Linked DNA regions of Mus musculus: all the other regions are linked to region 5. Evidence: chromatin contacts called from public ChIA-PET and promoter capture Hi-C data. All regions are on one chromosome and are shown on one strand. The core of a region is the stretch at or near the end of the contact, and the rest is flanking DNA. Distances in the headings are between cores, read along the strand shown.

The links. Promoter capture Hi-C pulls out the DNA fragments that hold promoters and counts their contacts. ChIA-PET counts read pairs in DNA pulled down with a chosen protein or histone mark.
Region 1: a contact with region 5 is called in an RNA polymerase II ChIA-PET map of memory CD8 T cells, with 52 read pairs. The contact joins the enhancer-like site here to the promoter of Ehd3 in region 5. A contact is called at or near these places in 5 of 39 promoter capture datasets (the 3T3-L1 cell line, the C10 cell line, frontonasal cranial neural crest and 2 more), 2 of 484 Hi-C or Micro-C datasets (CD4 T cells and CD8 T cells) and 3 of 115 datasets of contacts at active chromatin or transcription factors (astrocytes, large pre-B cells and memory CD8 T cells).
Region 2: a promoter capture Hi-C map of hippocampal neurons shows a contact between it and region 5, with 4 times the contacts expected there. The contact joins the enhancer-like site here to the promoter of Ehd3 in region 5. A contact is called at or near these places in 6 of 39 promoter capture datasets (the C10 cell line, embryonic stem cells, hippocampal neurons and 2 more) and 1 of 115 datasets of contacts at active chromatin or transcription factors (memory CD8 T cells).
Region 3: a contact with region 5 is called in a promoter capture Hi-C map of 3T3-L1-derived adipocytes, with 2.4 times the contacts expected there. The contact joins the enhancer-like site here to the promoter of Ehd3 in region 5. A contact is called at or near these places in 4 of 39 promoter capture datasets (the 3T3-L1 cell line, 3T3-L1-derived adipocytes, hippocampal neurons and 1 more).
Region 4: a promoter capture Hi-C map of cranial neural crest shows a contact between it and region 5, with 2.8 times the contacts expected there. The contact joins the enhancer-like site here to the promoter of Ehd3 in region 5. A contact is called at or near these places in 4 of 39 promoter capture datasets (the C10 cell line, cranial neural crest, embryonic stem cells and 1 more) and 1 of 115 datasets of contacts at active chromatin or transcription factors (astrocytes).

What each region holds. Positions count from the first base shown.
Region 1 is chr17:73,162,467-73,165,166 of GRCm38.p6, forward strand. The region is part of intron 2 of Lclat1 (lysocardiolipin acyltransferase 1); the gene reads left to right. Among named protein-coding and RNA genes, the nearest start is that of Lclat1, 56 kb to the left of the region's middle. Within about 2 kb of position 1,420, at least 52 of the 459 cell types and tissues checked have an H3K27ac peak or open chromatin away from gene starts, as enhancers often do. A contact at or near this core is called in CD8 T cells and memory CD8 T cells, where this site is marked.
Region 2 is chr17:73,270,732-73,273,431 of GRCm38.p6, forward strand. No RefSeq gene overlaps it. Among named protein-coding and RNA genes, the nearest start is that of E330032C10Rik, 21 kb to the left of the region's middle. Within about 2 kb of position 1,375, at least 106 of the 459 cell types and tissues checked have an H3K27ac peak or open chromatin away from gene starts, as enhancers often do. A contact at or near this core is called in hippocampal neurons and memory CD8 T cells, where this site is marked.
Region 3 is chr17:73,185,856-73,188,555 of GRCm38.p6, forward strand. Lclat1 (lysocardiolipin acyltransferase 1) reads left to right here. Exons shown (of 6, transcript NM_001177967.1): 4 at 2,020-2,166. Among named protein-coding and RNA genes, the nearest start is that of E330032C10Rik, 64 kb to the right of the region's middle. Within about 2 kb of position 1,251, at least 9 of the 459 cell types and tissues checked have an H3K27ac peak or open chromatin away from gene starts, as enhancers often do. A contact at or near this core is called in 3T3-L1-derived adipocytes, where this site is marked.
Region 4 is chr17:73,223,768-73,226,467 of GRCm38.p6, forward strand. All of the region lies in intron 5 of Lclat1 (lysocardiolipin acyltransferase 1), which reads left to right. Among named protein-coding and RNA genes, the nearest start is that of E330032C10Rik, 26 kb to the right of the region's middle. Within about 2 kb of position 1,289, at least 71 of the 459 cell types and tissues checked have an H3K27ac peak or open chromatin away from gene starts, as enhancers often do.
Region 5 is chr17:73,803,497-73,806,196 of GRCm38.p6, forward strand. It overlaps Ehd3 (EH-domain containing 3), which reads left to right and starts at 1,345. Exons shown (of 6, transcript NM_020578.3): 1 at 1,345-1,973. The coding sequence starts at 1,747.

The DNA of each region.
Region 1 (2,700 bases), core at 170-2,669, 640 kb before region 5:
AACAGCTTCCTAACTTCTCAGAGGCGGGTTTGATTCAGTTCTTTCCAGTAATTACAGAGATTAGGAACTTACAAAAGACATGTGACTTCTCTGTGCAGATGAAGCGAACAGATTGGGTAAGATCAGAGTGCACTCAGTGTTCCGTAGTCATGGGGCAGGCGGCACTCTACAAGGTCATCATGGTGCTCTGAGAGCATCCCTCATCTTGAGCTGATGGCTGTTGGTTTCTAGTCCCAGCTCCTGCCTCCTCTGGTACTGGGAAGAGGCCGCTGCCAATCAGTGAGCAGTGCGTGCTTGTCTTTCCCTTGGGGATTGTTCCAGTCCTTTCTCCTTAGCAACAGTGAATTCTTCTTTCTGCTTAGGCTACTGGGCTTGTCAGACTGTTTTGGTAGGGAGGCCAGGTGTTTAGCGTCTGAAAAAGAAAACAGGAATGGAAACAGTCTTCCCTGATTGGTAAGGCCCCTTTCCATCCTGTTTCATCGCCATTCATCACTGAGGCAGCAGGCAGCGCGCCTGCCGTCAGGGTGAACGTGTCTTGTGGCTGCCGTGGGCCCTTCAGATTCAGGTTGACTCAGTTCCTGAAGTGGTGCTTGGGTAGGTTTACATGAACAGAAACAGCTGTGTGTGTGGTGGTGGTGGCTCACACCTGTAATCTCAGCACTTGAAGGGCAGGCGAATCTCTGAGTCTGCCGCTAACCTGGTCTACAGAGTGAGTTCCAGGACATGGGGTGGGCATGGGAGGGTTTCCTGACCATTGACTTTTAAATCATTTATAGTGTATTTTTCTTGTTGAAAAATGAATCCTGTAGTGAGGGCTCTTAAACTCGCAACCATCACTTCTAAAAGTTAGCCTTCCCCTCTTGCCGTTACTTGTGCTTTCAGTTTTCTATACAGATGTGTCTGCTTTATAAATGCAGTACTGCATGCAGCCTGGTCCTCCCAGCTTTCTCAGCACCTTCTCTCCCTCCTCCTCCTCCTCCTTCTCTTCTTTCTCTTTTATGGACACTTGCAGTTAAAGCGTTCTGTTCTTATTCTGTAATGAAATACACTTGACAAAAGGTTCTGACCTCTTCAACATCCTGGATCTCCATAGACACTTAGGCTTGCAGGTGTCTGCCCTGCCACACCTTGCCTGGCCTCAGCTGCTCTCTGAAGTAGATTCTAGGGCCTCTTCATTCTTGCATCTGTCGTGCCAGCAAAGCCAGTCCTACGTGGACAATGCTGTCACATTCTTCTACCAGCTTGAGATGTGACTAGGTCCCCTTTGGAGCACTGCTATCAGCTTCCACGTGCTTATACTGGAGAACACTTACCCAGACAGCTGCTTTCAAGGCAAGGGGAGCACTCTCAGCTACATTTCCTGATCAGGCTCTCTTTTCAAGTAAAATTTCCTTCTCACAAGTTGGAGCCCTTAATGGGTAAAGTCTTTCTCTTTGGGCTCATTTCCTGTTGTCACAGAGCACAGCCAGGTGTTTCTGTGGCTGTAAGGTTTAACTTTTGAGCTCTTTCCTCCTCAATAGACTGCATTTTCTTTTAAGTCTTACCCCCACTCCCAGGGTTTGTTTCTGTTGCTCTGGCTATCCTGGATCTAGCTCTATCTGGATCTATCCTGACTTTTTCTTCTTCTCTTTTTAACTGTAAACCTGGGTAAATCTAGTAAAAAGTAGCCATGCCACAGAATAAAATGCTCTCTTGTCTGAGAATTTCCTCTGCCAAACAGAAGTGATTAGCTTTAAATTCACTTCACCGGTGTTTTCAAGACACAGGCAGATTCTTTGATGTAATTACGAACAGGACAGATGAGAGTTCCATCTTGTGGGGGTGACAGTCCATTACCTAAAACATCCTCTTCAGCTGTGAGCTTGTCTTAGGGTTTTACTGCTGTGAACAGACAGCATGACCAAGACAAGTTTTATAAAAAAACAACATTTAATATGGGCTGGCTTACAGGTTCAGAGGTTCATTCCATCATCAAGGTGGGAGCATGGCAGCATCCAAGCAGGCATGGCATAGGCAGAGCTGAGAGTTCTACATCTTCATCCAAAGGCTGCTAGTGGAAGACTGAGGATCTTATGCCCACACCCACAGTGACACACCCACTCCAACCAGGTCACACCCATTCCAACAAGGCCACACCTCCAAATGATGCCACTCCCTGGTCCAAGAATATACAAACCATCACAGAGCTTATTCACCCTGTCTTTTCTGCTTTTCATTTGAATGAAAAACTTTCTTTTTTCTTTCTGTTAAATGAGGTAGAAGTTGACTGTTACTCTGTTTTATCAGAAAACCAGAGATCCACTTACCTATGCCTCTCAAGCCCTGGGGTTAAAAGCATGTGTCACCATGATCAGCCCATAAAGCTTTTAATTTTAAACAAACCAGCAGAAACATTGAGAAGTGCTTTAATGAATAATCTGTGTGTATTTCTGTGGTGGTAGGCTCGTGCATAGAAGAACATGCCCTGTATTTCCTCTATTGCTGTTCACTTATGCCTTGAGTTAGTGTTTCCCACACCAGAAGCCAGCGAGCCTCCCTCAGCAGCCCTCCTGTCTCCATGCACACTGGAGGAACTGCAGCTGTGAAGCAGGTCCAGCAACAGCACTGGCCAGCCCTGGTTAGGGAGCTCTACCTAGCCGCCCAACGCAAGAAACCAAGACTACAGCACATCCTTATGCCCAACTTCAGTTTAAATTCCAA
Region 2 (2,700 bases), core at 125-2,624, 530 kb before region 5:
GAAGGCCAGATGGTTAATATTTGAGGTGTCTGAGGCCACACACAACCTCTATCTGTCTCTGTCTGTCTCGCTCCTCTTTCTGGCTCCCTTCTTCCCTCCCTCCTTTTTTAAGATTTTAAGATATAAAAACCTTCCTGCGGTGCTTCTCCGTGTCACCTTGGCAGCTGTCATTATTTTCTGCCTTTCCCTTGCCATCCTCCGTCCAGTATTTCAGACTCAGTTCCTCTCATTTCAAGCTTCCGACCAAGGCTGGATCCCGAGCTCACTTCCTTCTCCTGTGCAGCAGACCTGTCTGTGATGAGGTGTGTTGAAGAGGTGGGGAGGAGTGTGCACAGGCACATCCTGCCTATCATTCTCTGTTCACATGTCAGTCAGGGTTTTTTCTCTCAGAGTCTGCAGACAGGGGCTGGTGCATGTGGACTCCTGAACATCCTGCAGCAGATTCAGGACACAAGGAAAACCCCTCCTGGGCATCTTGTTTCAATATCCAGTCTTCCATAAACTCATCCTTGAGTGTCTGACTTTGGCTTCTGGAGGTGTTATGTAGCCCAGTGAGGATAGGGAGTGAGCAGGGTGCAGCAGAAAAAGAACTCCAGATTCATCTCTTGATTGACAGCTAGAGACCAATGGACAGCACGTGAAGAGGAAATGAACCGACCTTTGAGAGGGCTGGCCCCCTGCGATGTCTACGTATTTCAGATTCTTATCAATCGTGGAGGAGCTGCACCTCCCGTCTGAGTCTCAGTGTTTTGGCTGAAGATGAAGAGATCCCATTCCCTAGGCAGAATCTGAAGTTTGATGGAGACGGCTTGCAGCACACAGGCGGCATATGGCCTGGCACACAGCACAGCTATTCATTTCCACTCTTCCAGCATCCTCACGGTATGACTGCAGCCTATGATAGCAGGGTCTGTCAGCTGTGAATGAGAGCCTCCATCCATGGATGGAGCTAGTGGAGCAAGGACCACTTCAGCTTAGGAAGGCATCAGCGGTCTGTAGTGCCTTTCCTTTTAGCAGGGCGAGTCCTAGGCAGGGAGGCACAGGTTTGGGTTCTGTGATGAACCTTTGAACAAGATGCCCAGCTACTGCCACATCATAGGAGAGTTGGTCCAGGGTATACCATCTGTCCAGGGACCCTGCCGGATCCCATCCAATGCCTGTTTCCCCTTTTCTCATTGAAGCACCCTTGACTTTCACCTACCTTTCACTCTCATGATAGACTTTTCCTCATTCCCACAAGAATGACAAAGATTTTGTCATTCTCTGACACAGCTCGGCTTACTCATCCCTTCCTATGTATTTCTCAGCCCTGCCTGGCCAATGGTGATGATGTGATATCTCCATGGAAACAGATGTTGAGCCCACAGTTGCTTAGCAATGGTATGCTGCAGGATGATGTAATCCAAGCTGTAGTTTCCTGGGGGGTTGGCATCCTTTGATGCGCCTGTACCGCTTGGGCTGGGAGGCCTGGGATGAGTAGGAGGCTCCATCCTTTCCTTGGCTCTGTGCTTTTTATGTAAAGGTAGAAAATGGAAGGAGCTGGAATTTAGCTATTTGGCAGGAATGGCATCAGAACAGGGGCAAAGTATTGGGAATCAGAGAACTGGGTTTGAGGCAAGGGCAAGGTGACTTGTTCCTCTACAGGACCACCGAGTGGGGTGTCATGGAAACTGTCCAGTGGGGATATGGCAGCCAAACCTGTAGACACTGCTTCTTCCCACTCCATCTTCATCATTATGACAAACACTGCTCCCCACCGATCCCCCTTCACATCTGGAAGGCCTGGAGTAAGGGTTCAAATACAATATCCAAGGGCACATAACATTATAAGCCAGGCCATCAGCCCAATAACATTGCGAACTGTGGCAGGCACAGCAGTGCTCCCCTGAAACGGGTCTACCTACCAATAACCCCAAACACGCAAATGCATTAGATCCAATAAGGCTGTGGGTGGGATGAAGGATGCTACCTGACTGCCCCGCAGATGAGGAGGTGGTCATCTGGATGAGGTAGGGTAAGCCAATGGAAGAGCAAGGGTCCATCTGCGGATTGAATGTGGTGTGCCTCCTTCCAGGCTTCACGTGTTGAGAGCTCACAGCCTGGAAATGGCAGGGAAACATTATGGAAGAGGCAGGAGCTAGTAGGAATTCTTATGTCACTGGGGTTCTGCCCCTAGGGGGAACATGGGAGTTGTGGAGTGAACTCTCACTAGACCCAGTTGTTAGAGAAGCCTAAATCAGTCTCTACATTGCTGCTTTGTTGTTTGAGGGGTGTGTGTGATTTTTTTTCCCCTCACAAACATGTTCCTGTCACCTACCATGACAGTCCCATCAGAACCAGTGAGTGCCAGTGCCTTGGAACCCCAGAAATGGGTTCTCAACCATCCTTTCTGCTTATAAAGTCAGACTAGTCATTCCAGTAACAGAAGGAAAGGCATGTGGAACCTTTCCCATGGAAGATAGATGTTAAAGAGAAGGTTACTGCTATGAGATTTGAGAGACTAGATTTTTCACCAGCTTTGAAGGATGAAGGGGAGAAGTGTGGAGGAACACAGGTTGTCTCTAGAAGATGAAAAGAGGCAAGAAAATGGATGCCACCATAGGGCGTCTACCCAAAAATATACCATGCCGGACACCCAGTCTCACTTCTGACCAAGGAACTCTAAGACAATAAATAAATTTGTGCTATTTAATTCTAATA
Region 3 (2,700 bases), core at 1-2,500, 620 kb before region 5:
GCAGCCTGATGCATGGATGAGTTGGGTTTGGCTTCTTCCTGGCTGCTAGCCGCACTAGCCGCACTGAGGGATGGAAGGCTGTGGGAAATGTTCCGAAATTCTGAGGAAACAGTGATTTGGAACCTCAAATTCTATTTTTAGTCAAACCAGCTTCCAAAGTTGAACCAAAAATACATTTCAGGAATGTGAGGACAGAAACAATTTTCAAAAGACAGGATTAACAGGACACAGCAAAGAGGTCGGCAAACTTGGGGTCAAATCTAAATATTAAAAACATTTCTGTCAAGTTTAGGAATGTGAGAGAAAAGTCAAGAGTCTTTGGAGCAGTCGGGTGATTCCTACAAACCCTGCAACAAGAATGGTAGGAAGCAAACATTTTGGGCATTATTAATGTACTTTTTAAAAATTGAAATTAAATTTAAACTGGAGTCTTTTGGTTTTACACAGTGATGGAATTAAGAGCTGTTTTGGTTTCTGGAGATCAATAATTGAGCTCAGTGTTGAAGGCATTCTGTGGTTCCACAGGCTTACCAAATACAGAAAGCTGAAACACACACAGACGTAAAATGGGATGTGTTGTTTCCAAGGCAGTCGAGCAAATGTCAGCACACTGTCTGCCAGTGGGCAGGATTATGCTTCCTACTTCGGGCCATACTGTCCCTGTGGCAGCCATGCTCTCCTGTGGCACCTGATGCTCCTTGACATTGTCAAACAGAAATAGCTATTGATAGTGTATATGAACAAATGGGTTGCCTGAGTTCTAGGAAACCTGGATTTTAGAGAACAAGGGAAGGGGCAAAGAAAACTTAATTTCAACAAAAGACAGAAAAAAAAGAGGAGGTTTAACAGAAATGACAGGAAACATGAAAAATGTCTGGAAAAACTTGCCCCTAATAAAAATGATTGGAGTAAAGATTTCTAGGAGAGATAAGAGATTCTCAGGCTGTACTGAGGCTAAGTCGTAGGGGAGCAGGAGGTAGGTAGGCCATGGCACATCTGCATTCCAGAACAGCACTGCTTGTTTGCAAGATATTATTACTCTTCATCCCTGGCTGCCAAGATGAGTGTTGCAGTTATTACTATGTAAGTGTTAGAGAGGAAGAGTCTCATGGGTATCGTGGAGATGGACCCATACCATAGGCTGGCAAGACTGGGCCTGGAGTTAGAATCAGGATCAGACCCGTGGCTCAGCAGCAAGAGGTTTTGACCTTTATTACATATGCCGTCTTTATTGCACAACTCACAGTGTTTGCTGTTCCAAGGTCCTAGAGGAAATTTTAAGAGAGGTAGATATTCGGTTGGCCTAAGAGTAACTGTTGGACCCATGCTTTCATTCTTTGTGAGCTTTTTCAGAAACCGCACATAGGCTACCCTAAGTTAGGCATCTTCTACAGAAGCTCCAAGGGCTGTAGCCAGGGCAAGATTGGCAGTCATCTGAAACACAGATGGGCTCATCAAGGCTACCTTTTCAGCAATAAGGTGGGTCTGCCTCTGGGAAAGGCAGTGTGCCCACATATACATAGCAGATAGAATTTCCCATTTCATTTAAGTAAAATCTGAAGTGAATACCATTGAAAATAGCATTTGCATTTACTCTGAGAGTACAGAAAAGGAAATACTATAGAATTCTTATGTGACATGAGAAAATTCTTTGCTTACTACTTGATAAACATTAGTGCCTTGATAATAGTGGCAAGCTATGGCTTAAAGGAGGTTTTAAAGAATTTATCGAGTGGTACTGCACACCTTTGATCCCAGCACACAGGAGGCAGAGGCAGGCAGATCTCTGAGGTCAAGGCCAACTTGGTCTACAGTGTGAGTTCCAAGACAGCCAAGGCTATACAGAGAAGCCCTGTCTGGGAGAGGTGAGAAAACAACAATTTTGCAAACCCCAGTATTTCCAAAATTAGTACTAAATATATGGTATGTTGTAGAATGGTATTATAGTGTAAAAAAATCGAAGACCTGAAAGTTTTGCTATTGAAGTTTGTACAAATGCTTGTTATTTTTTTTTTCTAGGCTGGGCCATGCAAGTTGCGGCCTTTATCTTTATTCATAGGAAGTGGAAGGATGATAAGAGCCATTTTGAAGACATGATTGATTATTTTTGTGCCATCCATGAACCACTACAGCTTCTCATTTTTCCAGAAGGAACTGACCTCACAGGTAAGGTAGGCTGGGTTTGGGTTACAGAATTTATAAACTTACACACCACTAGTCAAATCTCCTACCCTGTGTGTGAATATGAGCAAAATGGATGGACAACCCCTTAGGTCACTCAGTTAATGGTACCCAAGTCTGACTTGAAGATACAATCCTGAAGTTCCATGAACTCAGAATGATGCATGCAGATTACAAGTTTAAGACCAGCCTGAGCAACTTCCTGACTCAGTGCCTCAAAATACAGAATGACAAGATGGCTAGGAATAGAGCTCACCGGGGGACTGTTGTGAGGCCCTGCGTCCAATTCCCAGTGTCATGGAGTGAGGGGAAGACCAAAAAGAAAACAACATTGAAAATATAATTGTATAAATTTTATTATAAAAACCTTGCAAATAAGTAAAATATCACACACTCAAATTAACTAGAGTGAAATTCTGTACAAGTCAATTCAGTACTGTGAGGATAGGTGCTCAGGATGAAAGTAGGGTAGCTTGACAAGAATTCAACATTTTCAGTATCAAATGTATTTTAGACAAG
Region 4 (2,700 bases), core at 39-2,538, 580 kb before region 5:
GGCTTCTCTTGGTCTCTGACTAATCCTGAAACAAATTCCTTTTCTGTGGACAAATATTAGCTTGTAATAATTAGAGTATTCATTTAAGCTAAAGCTTTTCATTAAGTCTCTTTCTGATGAAGGTAGTTCCCCAAGTACCGGCTGGTTTAATTTAATATGATTTATTCACTTATGAATCAAGTGTAGGGGAATTGTTAACACTAGAAGACTGGCCATATTGAGATAATCTTAATATTCACTGGTCTCTGGGATATTTAAGATCTTGTCTTAGTAGTTGTGCACGTCTAGGTATAATGTCCCACTGCTAATCTGAGAGTACTGTAATTGCTAGAACAGGCTGTCATTGAATACAGCATGCTGATCCTGTTGTGTGTCATGTTGGAGCCTAAAGATGTTACATTCCTGGATTGGATTTGAGAGTTGACTTTCATCTCAGCAAGGTGCTTCTACACATTTAATGTGCTTCTTCTATTTTTACCACAAGTGCAATGTAGCAATAGCTATACACCCTGGATTAAAGGTCTCTGTGGACATGAACTTGGTAAGGGTTTGGTTAAGCACTAAACCACTAAGCATTGGCCTAGTCTTTTCTTTAAAATTGTTTGACATAGTCATTATTGCTTCCTTACCCTGTCCATACTTTGGCCTTTCTTCTGTCAGTGCTGACCACTAAGAGGGTGTTAAATTTCATTGGTGAATCCTTTAACTTCTCTCTCTACCATCATCTCCCAGTGTTTGTTCCTACAAGTCCGGTCTCATCACCTGCTCTTAAGCTTTAGTTAGTCCAGCCTTTTTGTTCTTGGTTCTTTTAGTTCAAACTCCTTCCCCTTATATGTAAACGAAAAAGTTGGCATTGCTATGTGAATAGGGATAAACTTAAGTAAACAAATAATATGAAGCCAAAGCATGTGTTCTAATTTGCTTCAGGGGAAAAAGGTCCAGAAAATGCTGTACCAAGGAAGGCCATTGTAAGCAAACCAAACAATTGGTCTCAACTAACCTGTAGCTTCAGGAAGCCTCAGGGACAGAATAAGTGTGGGGGGTGGGGCGTGAGGGGGAGGGAGGGAGGAAAGGTGAGCGAGCACTTGTTTTCATTCTGTCAGCAGAGGGTGAAAGGAATACCAGGAGAGGCACCCTTCACAGGCCCCATTTCCAGCTGTGCACCAGAGTTAACAAGTTTCTGGGAACCCTGAGAGCTGCTCTGTCCCTCTCCCCCACAAGCCCCCTCACCTCACTCCCTTCCCCCACCCCCTTCCCCATTTCCTGCTTTCTGCCCTGAGGAGCTATTCTCTGAAATCTGCCATGCTAGAAACCCAAGTTAAAAGGACAGGGACTAGGCAGAGAAAGACACTTTTGAGGGGCTGGAGAGATGGCTCAGAGGTTAAGAGCACTGACTGCTCTTCCAGAGGTCCTGAGTTCAAATCCCAGCAACCACAGGGTGGCTCACAACCAAATGGGATCCAGTACCCTCTTCTGGTGTGTCTGAAAACAGCAACAGTGTGCTCATATCAGGTAGGTATATCTATATAGATAGATAAATGAAAACCAGGGAGTGATGCTTGGCTTGGTCTGGTCATTAAACAAACAAACAAAACAAGACCAACCAGAGGCACCTCTGTGAGTGGGGAGCTAAGGGAGCACAGGCCCAGTTAGAATTCCTCAAAGGCCTGGGGAGCTCTTAGGAGCTGGAAGCTGCCCAGCAGCAAGGAGCACACCTTGGCTGGCTCAGCAGGCAAGGTGGTTGACAGACACATTATGCTAGAAGGAGGGTCTCTAACTCAGGGGAAGGAGCAGACAGAACAAGAATGTCATTTGTAAGGCAGCAATTACAGCACTTGGAGAATGTGTCTGCCCTGATTAAAATGTTCTGTGAGAATATTTTTCTACCTAGTGGGGGGCCCCATGTGTCTTACAGATAGAAAGGGGAAGAAATAGCACAGTAGAGAATGAAAACTGCTGTAAGGGGGTTAATGATTCTATTTAAAGACATCCTTGGGAATTAATTAGGAAACAAATGCTCCTATGATAATATCTGAAGAGAGAGGCTGCTTCCCAGAATACTTAATGAGGCTTCTTTTGTTATCAGAGAGAACTAATACACAAAGCAGAGAGGATTGTAGTCTAGAATTTCAGAAAATAATTCCATCTTCAAAATAGCATATGTACTTAGCATTGTTAAATATACCATGGCTAAAAAGTCAACATCCAGGGGATAGAAAAGGCAGAGGGACCTATCAGTTATCTCTAAACTTGTGGGCCTTCTGGCATTGTGTGGAAACCCTGGTATGTTCCGTCTAGCGTCCGGAACACATACTGGTGACCTTGACGGTTCACTGTATTTTGTGGAATTTTATCACCACAGGGCAGCTGACAGCCCATCAGGAACACCAGCAGCTGCAGAGCAGTGTAGCAGTGGTTTTGCAGATAGGGACAGGAGAAACAGCAACTACTCTGGCCTTCTCTCTTCAGGTTTACAGGATTGTTAATCTCAGTCACTGACCAGCTGAGTCTCACTGACCCTTCCCACTTCAGGCTGTTAGAGAAAATTGCTCTCAGGCTCACTCAGGCAGAGGTATCCCCGAGAGAGGCTTAGCTCAGTCTCTCCATATCTGCATGTTGGAATGCTGATTCCATAATATGGTGAAGTTACTAGAAAATTTCTGCCATTATGCTTACATAAATGTAAATGTTATGCTTACA
Region 5 (2,700 bases), core at 95-2,594:
AGCTCGACCTAGTCCATTAGCTCCTTATCTTGTTGGTGGAAGGGAGGGCAGTGGGAGCCCTCTGCCTTAGGAGAGAGGAAAGGCTTGCCACCTCACTGGTTAGAATCCTTCTAGAACTGTCATTGACTTTGTTCCTTGTTGCTGCCCCACCCTTTGCCACATCTGGCCAATGTCTCATCACTGTTCTTGGCATTGCTGGCAATGGCACGATCTTCCTCAGAGGGGCGCTACAATGTTGCTTCCTGAGATCTCAGCAACCCCTGTGCTTGGTGAGCATTTTGTTACATAGCAATTATTGGTAATGATATTCTTATGGGTTTCCCATTTCTTGTTTGGCTCCTATCTTGGTGTGCACATTCTTCCATGCCTGTTCCCATCATACATTTCACGATCTACCATTTTGGATGTAGCTCTGCCAAAATCTTTACACTGCTCTGGATTGTTTTTAAGAAGGCTTTTTATGTGACCTCAAATGCCTTCCAGTCTTCTCTCAGCTCATCCTTGAAGAGACATCTCACAGCCATGTTTCCTGTAATGCCTTCAAATTGACCACGAAAAAAGCAAAAGATGGTTCTGCTTGCTTGCTTGCTTTTTTTTTTATTCTTATTTTTATTTAATTTAATTTTTTTTTTTTTTTGAGACAGGGTTTCTCTGTGTAGCCCTGGCTATCCTGGAACTCGCTTTGTAGACCAGGCTGGCCTCAAACTCAGAAATTTGCCTGCCTCTTTTCGTGTCTGTTGTAATTCTACCCTGCTACATCTCCTAAAAGGCTCCTCAAAGACTCAGCTTTGTATGTAGTTGTGTCAAATTAGGTCGCTGCCCCTTAGCACTCCCTGCCTGTGTGTGTTTTGCTGGTTTTACCTACCGTATTGAGTGGGAGAGAGGGGGAGGAGAGAAAGAGGAAAGCCGTTTTTGTTTGTTGTTTGTTTTTCACTTCACCTCAGGCCTGGTGAAAAGATAAGTTACTGATTTTTTGGTTATTTTATGTCACTTGTCAGGGGCACCTTCTTTCCATGCCCCAAGGAAAATACAGTAGAATTTTCCCCAAATGGGTCCCAATATTAGTATCCCCAGGGAACTGACCTCAGTAACCAAAGGAACTGAGTCTCAAAACGGTAGAGTAGGTCAAGGCTGTCTTAGTCTCCGTCCTTGAGAGGGCGCTGCTCCCAAGTCAAATCCCCAGGGCTGGGAAAGAAATGCCTGCGCTTTCCCACAGGACTCTGGCAGCAGCTTTTTGCAGATAGAGTCCGCGCGGCCGCAGAGCGCCTGCCCATAGACATGGCGGCGCCCTCCTTGGCTTCGCGTCGCCCTGACCGTGGAGCTGGCCGGGTTTTGCCAGTTCTCGGGGACTTCCTGCACGTCTGGCATTTAAACGCGCGCCGGGGGCGGCGGGATGCTGCTGCGGATGCGGAGCTGTGTGAGCCGCTGCCTACCCGGCGCAGCCTGGGCTCCGCAGTAGCGGAGCTCGAGCATCCTTTAGTCATCTATCTGGGGAGACCTGGAACTCAGGCTTCGGCTTCCCGGCAGGTTTGTCTTTAATTTCCAAGGTTGCAGTTCTCTTGACACAATCCACAGCATCCTTCTCTCCAACCGGGCTGTGGATGAACCTGGGACTGGACTGAATCCAGCAGCTGGGGCAGCCCGGGCCATGGTGCGTCTGAGCCCCGAGCTCTGGTAAGGCAGTAGTGGCGGCGTTGTTCGAGCTAGGCGGGTGCCACTCCCGGGAGCTTCCTCCCAGCTGTCACAATGTTCAGTTGGCTGGGTAACGATGATCGCCGCAAGAAGGACCCTGAGGTCTTCCAGACGGTGAGCGATGGACTCAAAAAACTCTACAAGACCAAGCTGCTGCCTCTGGAAGAGTATTACCGCTTCCACGAGTTCCACTCGCCCGCCCTGGAAGATGCTGATTTCGACAACAAGCCCATGGTCCTGTTGGTGGGCCAGTACTCTACCGGCAAGACCACCTTCATCAGGTGAGCCTCATCTGGGTGCTGAGCCTTCCGGGTGACGTGGAAAGTCTTCCATTAAGGGCTCTGAAGAAATCCCTGTGGGAGGCCTCAAAAGTTGATCCTACTACCGAGTCCCCCATTGATTCCTATATGATGTCCCTCCTCAGTTCTTAGCCCTGGTCATTTTATTAAGAGTCATCCCTGTTGTCTGATCTGGGCACTGAAACTGAGGCACAGAAGGAACCAGACTCCTAATGAAGGTGGGGATACCGTAACCCTCCTTTTGACTAGAATCTCTTATCTCGTGAAGGGCTTGGGATTATCCCGGGGAGCCTTACCTTTGCAGCCGAGTTGTTCTCATGGTCGCGGGCCTGGGGATGGGGGTGAACTGGAGACCCTGGGGTCATTTATTCTTTTACCGTTTTTCCTTCTCTCTGACAGTGCTTTTAGGGCTGTCTCTTAGAGAAGCAGAATACTTTTAATAAGTTTCTTCTTTGAACTTAATAGTTCAATAATAATAATAATAATAATAATAATAATAATAATAATAATAATAATAAAGCAGCTTACAGAAGTAGAGGAGATACTAAGATGCCTCATCTGGCCCTTGACTTTGCAGGTGAGATAGCAGAGGTGATGGGAGGATACGTGATGGTTTAGAGCTGCACAAGATGGAAGCAGCCCTCGGTGCCTGTGAAAAATGTTAGCTACGTGCCTGTAACTTTAACAGGGAGTCTTCCATTCCGTTGAA